2 separate regions of the Sus scrofa genome follow, and region 2 is linked to region 1. The links are chromatin contacts, called in public Hi-C maps. All regions are on one chromosome and are shown on one strand. Each heading gives the region's core, a stretch centred on a gene start, on an enhancer-like site or on the middle of the called end of the contact. The rest is flanking DNA. Distances are from core to core; before and after follow the strand shown. Region 1 holds the start of AP1B1 (AP-1 complex subunit beta-1). Region 2 holds the start of NEFH (neurofilament heavy polypeptide).

Region 1 (3,936 bases), core at 746-3,245:
GCAGGTTAAGTATCTGGTGGTGTCACTGCAGTAGCTTGGGTTGGGAACTTTCACATGCTGTAGTCATGGCCAAAAAAAAGGAAAGGATTTAAAAATGGACTAAGTTCTGTAAATTTAGTTAAGAGAGTTGTTTCAATGCCAGTTCCCTGGTTTTGACATTATACTACAAATATATAAAATGTCACCATGGAGGGAAGCTGAGTGAGGGTACATGATACCCTTGATGTACTATTTTTGCAATTTCCTATAAGTCTGTAATTGTTTTATTTATTTATTGTCTTTTTGCCTTTTCTAGAGCCGCTTCCCACAGCATATGGAGGTTCCCAGGCTAGGGTTCTAGTCGGAGCTGTAGACACCGGCCTACGCCACTGTCACAGCAACTCGGGATCTGAGCCGTGTCTGCGACACACACCACAGCTCATGGCAACTCCAGATCCTTAACCCACTGAGCAAGGCCAGGGATTGAACCCACAACCTCATGATTCCTAGTCGGATTGGTTAACCACTGCGCAACGATGGGAACTCCACTATAATTATTCTAAAATTAAACATTTTATAAAAAGGATTTCAGGTTAATTAAACATGCAAAACTATATTAAAATTAAAACAGTAATATCTGGATTAGATGGGACATAAAGACTTGGCTGTGCAAACTTATTTATTAATACGTTTTGTAATATGAAACAATTGGTGACAACCCAAGTGAACAACTGTAGAGGTTTGTTTTTGAAAACAGTGATGCCGTCCATACAATAGAATCGCAGGTGTTGGAAAGCACCAAACAAAAATGTATTTCTTGGAGTTCCTGTCATGGAGCAGTGGAAACGAATCCGCCTAGGAGCAGTGATGTTGCGGGTTCGATCCCTGGCCTCACTCAGTGGGTTAAGGATCCTGCGTTGCTGCGGCTGTGGTGTAGGCCAGCAGCTGTAGCTTGGATTCTACCCTTAACCTGGGAACCTCCATATACTGAGGGTGCAGCCCTAAAAGTTAAAAAAAAAAAAAAAAAACTCTAAATATATTTCTTGCTTTAGAAGACTTTTACCAATATCTTGGTGAGGTAAAAATACCAAATGATGTGTTGAGTCTGGAAGGATATTCACCAAAATATTAAGAATGAGTGTACAGCAGAAATTGGCACAATATTGTAAATCAACTATACTTTAATTTTAAGAAATGATTGTCTCCGGAAATGGGATTGCAGATGATTTCTCTCCTTTTGCTTACTAGTATATTTCCGTTTCTCTACAATGCAAATATTTGTCCAGTAAACATTTTTAAAGAGTAATGATTAATTAATATTTTAATGAGGATAATCAGATGGAATTCCCATTGTGGCTCAGCAGGTTAAGAACCCAACTAGTATTCATGAGGATTCTGGTTCTATCCGTGGCCTAGCTCAGTAGGTTAAGGATCTGGCATTGCCAGAAGCTGCGGCATTGGTTGCAGATGCCACTCGGATCTGGTGTTGCTATGGCTGCAGCACAGGCCACAGCTGCAGCTCCGATTAGACCCCTAGTCCAGGAATTTCCATATGCCCTAAGTGCAGCGGTAAAAAAAAAAAAAAAAAAAAAAGAAAGAAAGAAATTATCCAGGAGGAGAAAGTTTAATAATACCAGAGTTGGGAGTGAGATTGCTATAGCAACTGAAGTCCTGATTAACCCAGCCAAAAGGAGGATGGGACATCATTAAGCTCTCCTTGGAAGGTCTAAGGTTTTCTCTTACAACGCGGAATTCCTTCATAAAGTAAGCGATCTTGAGCAAAACTTGCCCCTCTCAGAGTCTAGTTTACCCGTCTGTAACGACCTTTTCCATCTTCATCATGTTAAACTACGTAACGGCTTATCTGTCTAATCTTTCTCTGGCTCTACAGTGGCTGAGAACGACATGTCGGAGGAGGGTTAATTCCCGCCGGCCCCGCCCTCCTGGCCACGCCCTCACGGGCCCCACCCCCGCCCGGGTTGAACCCTTGACCCCGCCCCCAGGCCCTGCGTCCACCGGAAGTGCCCGAGCGCGGGCAGCTCACTTCCGCCCGGCAGGTGACAGCCGCGGGGCTCGGAGCGGCTGGCGGCACGGACGCACCGGGAGAGTGGGACGACAAGGCCGCGGACGTTTTACTGCAGAGTGGAGCCGCGCCGTGGCGCCGGGAGCCGTTTGGACCTGCGGGTGAGGAGGCGGGGAGCCCGGCGAGGCCGGAGAAGAGATGGGGCAGGGAGTCGGGGGGTCTGAGGTGAGGGGTTTGTGGGGTCAGAGGTCACGGAGAGGACGAGGCGCTAGAGGAGCTAGAGTGGCTTCCCAGGCCGCGTTGAGGCAGAAGGGCTGCGGGTTCATTCATTCTCGGCCGCTTGGCCTCCCGCCTCCACCCCAGGTCCGCAGTCCCTCTGGGGGCGCCCTCCTGGAGAGACTCCTAGACTTAGGCCCCAGGGAGCCTGCGCTTGGCCAAACAGGAAACTTCTCTTCGGGTCCTGGTTCCCTCTGCATTCTTACCCCCATGGCCAGCCTGAGTCTTCCTCCTCGTTCAGGGCCTTATCTCTTTGCCAAGGTTTGAAAAGAAAAAAAAATAAAAATAAATTAAGGAGCAGCCCGCGCTGCCTGCTCTGGGGTAGGGTTGGGTTTGGTCTGTACTTAGGCGCCTCACCAACAAGTTAACTGGGGACACCTGTAATAAATGCCAAAACTACTGATAAAATGCTAGCTGCTGATTAATTGAGCTCTTACTGTGTACCAGGCATTATGTTAAGTACTCGTAATGCAGCATTTAAATTTCCCAGCAACCTTTGTGAGGTAGCTGCTGTTGTTATCTCCATTTCACCTCCGAGTAAAATGCACAGAGAGGTTAAGTCACACCTGTAAGGTCAATCGGGTGGTGTAGGCAAGAGTCAGAATTTCTACCCAGGTTCTCAGGAACGTGCAAAGTGCAGAGACCAAAGAGAGGCTGGAGCAAGATTGGAGTGTAGGAGCTATTTAATATCTTTAGCTGCCATTATATTTACTTGCATCTATATAAAGATGTAGCCTTATTGCTTCTTGTCTAACCTTCATAAGGAGCATTTGATTCACTTTATTTAGGATGAAACAGTTTTGCAGGTCGTTGCTTTTCAGGGCAAGAGTTTTTCCTGACTATTGGGTACTGTGAGACATCAGATAGGCTATGGATGAAACTAATTTAATAATATCCAGAACCTCCCTTGAGAGTGGTTGAGCTGCATTCTTTTTGGAGTAAAGAGGAACTACATGACCCCTTAGAGGAATCTTTTGGCCCTGGGTTCTTGAAGAATATTCCCAAGGGAAAGGTCTGTGTCTCTCTAAGAAAAATGCAGGTCCCCTGACTTCTTGGCTAGAAAGTGCACATCTTGCCTGAAAGATGGTGAGATGGTTTCATCACCAGAGCACTAGGCTCTGTGATTCTGAACCATATTCCTTTGCAGACATTCTCTTGCTCCACTTCTGCCTCATTTTCCTTGGTAGCAGCACAGACCTGCTGATATCCTACCTGCTCCTGGGTATTACAAGCCTTAATGAACTCATAAGGGTTTCCACATGTTTCTGAAGAAAGTTGTGATACAGACATTACTGTAGTACCTGTTTTTAAACTCTTCGATCTGTTCTTCTAGTTCATTGAATTCACAGAAACTTAACATTCCCTATCCCCATCATTCCAAGGGAGAATATGAGATGAAGTGACTTGTCACAGATGGTAAGAATATAAGCAGAGCTCAAAGCATCTGGCTTCCTGTCCTGAGTTGAGCCCAGCCTCCTTCAACCTCTTCAAGAAGCTCCATGAAGAGGGACTTAACTAGTTTTCAAAGAATCAGATCCCTCAGAAGTTGTATAGAGATTATCAGTTGAGTGTGGTTTGAGCATAGATTTCACCTGAGTGACTTCTTGAGCGCTCAGAGGTATGATGGAAAAAGCACTCCCTTACTCATCAGTCAATCC
Region 2 (3,936 bases), core at 808-3,307, 40 kb before region 1:
GGTGCTGGCAAAGACTTAGAAACCATCCAAGTGGGTGAGGATTCTTACCCACCGTGGATCACAGACCTGTTTGAAAGTCGCTGAAGCCTCTGTACCCTCTCCTGAGAACAATGCAGAAGTTTTACAGTTTCAGAAAGGCTCATGGAGCTCCCCAGAGTAAGAAGCCTAGTTGGCTGACCCCTACCCCTTTCAATCCCAAAAGAAGTGAAAACCAGAGAGGGCAAATGTTGGTCAAAGTCACCCTGCAGGTGCTGGGTACAACCTCAAAGCTGCAGCAGCTGCAATCTAGCTGACTCAGGGTGACACAGAGCTGGGGGAGGGGATGGATTTGGGAGGCTCCCAGCTTTTCTGAAGGGAAGAGGAGACATTAAAGGGCTCACTGGCCACCTCAGCCTTAGGCACTGCTAACTAGTTTTAGTGATGGCCCCCTGCCCCCCGCCCCCAGGGACAAGAAAGAATGTAAGAATGACCCACCCCTCCCCGACTGTAGTGGGGAGGAGCTAATAGGTGTCAGAGAATAGGGTCCTTTGTAGGGTTCAGGAAAAGGGGATGGGCAGTGCCAGACAGGGAAGGCATGTTGCTTTGAAGGGCAAGGAGCGCCCAGCGCCTGTGACTAGAAGACGGCACCGGCACCGCTTTGGAGCTGTAGAAGGCAGCTGACAGAGTGGGGCTACCTAACCTTGGGAGAAGGAGCTGAGCAGACCCAGAGTTGAAGGACAGGTATAAGAACCCTGGAGGAGGCTGAAGGAGAACCCAGAGTTACAGGGAAGCTAGGGGGTGAGAGGTCCCACAAAAGACCCAGAGTTTAACAGTTAAATCTAAGGAGCATGCATTTTGCAGGGGGAAGCTGAACTGCGCCACCATTCAGTCCAGCCACCTCTATTCAGAGTCCACCACCGCCCTGCCCTTCGCTGTCCTACCAGCAGGGGCGACCCACCCTCCATGACCCCGCGCGCGCCTACGAACCTCGGAACCACTCCTCCGACTGCAGCGTGCTCTGCACCGCGTGGCCTTCAAGCTGCGCGCGGATCTCGCGCAAAGCCGACGTCACGTCGCACTTGAGGGCGTCCCGCGCCTCGGCCTGCGCCTGCGTCTGCGCGGCGCTGCTTCCCTGGATCTGACCGAGCAGCTCGCCCACCTCTTCCTGGTGGTGACGCCGCAGGTAGCCGCACTCTTCCTGCAGGGCTTGCGCCTTCTTCTGCAGCTCGACGCGCGCTGCCTCGGCCTCCTGCGCAAAGCGCGCAAGTGCGCGTGCTGCCGCCTCAGCCTCTTCTCGCTGCCGGGCCTCGTCATCTAGTCGTTGGCGCACGTGCGCGATGTCTTCCAGCAGGTGCTCTTGTTCTAGGCGCAACTGGCCGCGCGCCGCGCCCAAGCGCAGCACGGCGCCGCGCATCTCGCGCACCTCGCGCTCGTACAGCTCGCCCATGGCCGCGCGGCCCGCCTGCTGCTGCCGCAGCGCCGCCGCCTCGCCCTCTAGGCTGCGGTTATGTGCCTCAAGCTGCCGCACCTTGTCGATGTAGCCCGCGAAGCGGTCGTTCAGCGCCTGCAGCTGCTCCTTCTCGGTACGGGCCGCCACCATGCAGCCCTCGGGTCCGTTGCTCAGCGTATCTAGCGAATCGGTGCTGGAGGCGGCTCCCGCGCCGCGGAAGCGACTTGGAGAGGCCGACACGGAGCTCACGGACGTCCGTGCCCATGAGTGGAAGCCGCTGGAGGAGCCGGCTGCGGAGCGCACTCCTCCCGCGCCGCCCTTGCGAGCCAGCGCATAGTGCAGGCTGCCGCCTCCGTGCAGCGGCGCGAAGGCGCCCAGCAGCGCGTCCGCGCCGCTGAAGCTCATCTTGGCCGGAGCAGGTGCGGAGCGAACCCCGAGGCCAGGACGGGGAGGGAGGCACTGCGGCAGCACCGGGACTGCCAGCCCTTTTATAGCAGCCCGGCGGGGTCCAGCCCCTCAGCAGTTGAGGGGGGGCAGCGGGGGAGGAGGGCCCCGCCTTCTCCGCCTCCTCCCCCAGCGGCCCGGGCCGGCCGGCTCAGCCGCAGTGAGTAGGGCGGGGCAGGGGAACCAAGGAGTGGAGGGGAATCGACGCAGCGTCAGAGGAGCACCCCCCTATCCGAGGCCGAGTCTGACAGTAGGTTGGGGAACTCCCGGAGTGGACCTACTGGGACCCCCAGGGTGCAGGTTGGAAGACCCTGCTGCTAAGTTCGGAACAAGAAAAGGAGCCTGAAATGGGGGTAGGGCAAGAAGAACTGATGGGAATAGAGGCAGTGTGCCTTTGGGATGGAGCGATAGAAGACTAAGTAGTCAGTAGAATGAGGGGACCCCCGAAGGAGAGGACCCCAAGATTTTCCTAATAGACCCTCAGGAGAGGCGGTTCAGTGTCTTCAGCCGGCCCAGAACAGGGGAGGAAGAAAAATAATCCTGAATGAAGGCATAGTGGATGCTACAGAAAATATAGGTAGCAGACCCCTGAATGGAGGTACACTGTTTCCCTAGTAGGAAAGGGGCCACCAGGAGAGGGCTCAAGGAATTTGAAGTCAGCTATGGAATAGGGGAGGGGGACCTGGAGTTGAGGGCAGCAAGGCTCCCCTGAATTGGGGATGTGGGAGACACTGCAGAGGATGAAGGGAAGCCCAGATGGGGGGCTGGGCACAGTGGTCTTTGTAGGATAGGAGGTGAGAGACCCTGCAACCAGCCCTAACAAGGAGGGCCCTCAGTGAAGTGGGCAGAGGGTCCCCTGAAAAAGCAGAGAGGTTCAGAGAACCAAAAGTGGGGGTGCTGCAGGGAACTGGGCATAAAGCTGGGAGAGCTGGTGCCTGTGTGAGCAGGGGGAAGTGACAGATGTGTTAAGAGTAACTCAAGCCAGGGTCTGCATACTGAGGTCAGCTCAGCAGTTGCTGGCCAAATGACCTTGGACAAGTTGTGCACCCCCCTCCACACACACTCGGGTTTCCTATCTGTATACAGACAGGACTTGCCCTGTCCTGGGTCAGGCTGCAGCTCAAGACTTCCTTCCCCCCACCCAGCCCCAGCAGCTCTGCTTTGGGGGGGTGTCTCTGGACGAATTGGGAGAGGAGAACCCTCCTGCTGCCTGTGGATATAGCAGCCACGTTCCTACAACTAGGAAGTCCATGTTTCTTCCTCCCTGCTCCTCATCTCCTTAGCTTCAACTTGTCATCTCTCCCACACACCCACAGTAGACAAGTGGATACCATGATAGGTCTCCCTTCTTACCCCCAGGGAAGTTATGAGATGCTTTTGGGATACCAGAGTCTCTCACCCCCATAAGCCCTAATTCAGGTGGCAAAGAGGGCCCTGGTGTTTAGGGGGCCCTGCAACTGCTGGTAGCATTTGGCTTTTTCTTGGGTTTGGCTCGTGTCAAGTGCCTCAGGAGTGTGGGAGGCACTGTGGGCTGGTGCTTCAGCACCATGGACAGGACCTGTTCTTTGTTGGGGAGAAAAGGGGTTAACTTTTGCCTTTACCTTGAAGAATGGGTAAGGGAAGAATGGCACCTCCCCCTTGCATGACCCTATGCTAAGTGAAGGATGGAGAACTGAGAGAGGTGAGTGAATGATCTAGTGGGGTCAATCAGGAGCCAGAGACCCAGCCCCTTGACCTTCTGCTAGGGGTCAAGTCCTCTGTTTTCTGTGAAGTTCTCCCACATACACAGGTGGGCTCCCTCCATTGGGAGTTCAGGGGTCACCCATAGGTGCCTGATTCCAGAAAGGAGACTTGAGATCCCTGGAGAGTCAGTGTAGAATCCCCTCCCAGACCCAAACCTCTTTCAGGCAGTTATCTCAACCCCACTACATTTCCAGCTTACATGGTTTTCTTTCTGTAGGATCCCCATGAGGAGGACAGACAGATCCCCCAGAAAAGACCTCTGCCAATTCTTTTTTCTTTGCCCTTCATCTCCTGCCTGCACCCCTAGTTCTAAGCAGACC

Evidence for each region. Hi-C and Micro-C count contacts between places; a contact is called where the count stands out from the background.
Region 2: a Hi-C map of adipocytes shows a contact between it and region 1, with 2.5 times the contacts expected there. The contact joins the promoter of NEFH here to the promoter of AP1B1 in region 1. A contact is called at or near these places in 2 of 47 Hi-C or Micro-C datasets (adipocytes and epiblast stem cells).

Annotation. Positions count from the first base shown.
Region 1 is chr14:46,518,234-46,522,169 of Sscrofa11.1, reverse strand. AP1B1 (AP-1 complex subunit beta-1) reads left to right here and starts at 1,995. Exons shown (of 22, transcript XM_013990391.2): 1 at 1,995-2,163.
Region 2 is chr14:46,557,819-46,561,754 of Sscrofa11.1, reverse strand. NEFH (neurofilament heavy polypeptide) reads right to left here and starts at 2,057. Exons shown (of 5, transcript XM_005670778.3): 1 at 967-2,057. The coding sequence starts at 1,834. It overlaps LOC106505960 (a long non-coding RNA gene), which reads left to right and starts at 2,004. Exons shown (of 3, transcript XR_001300905.2): 1 at 2,004-3,936.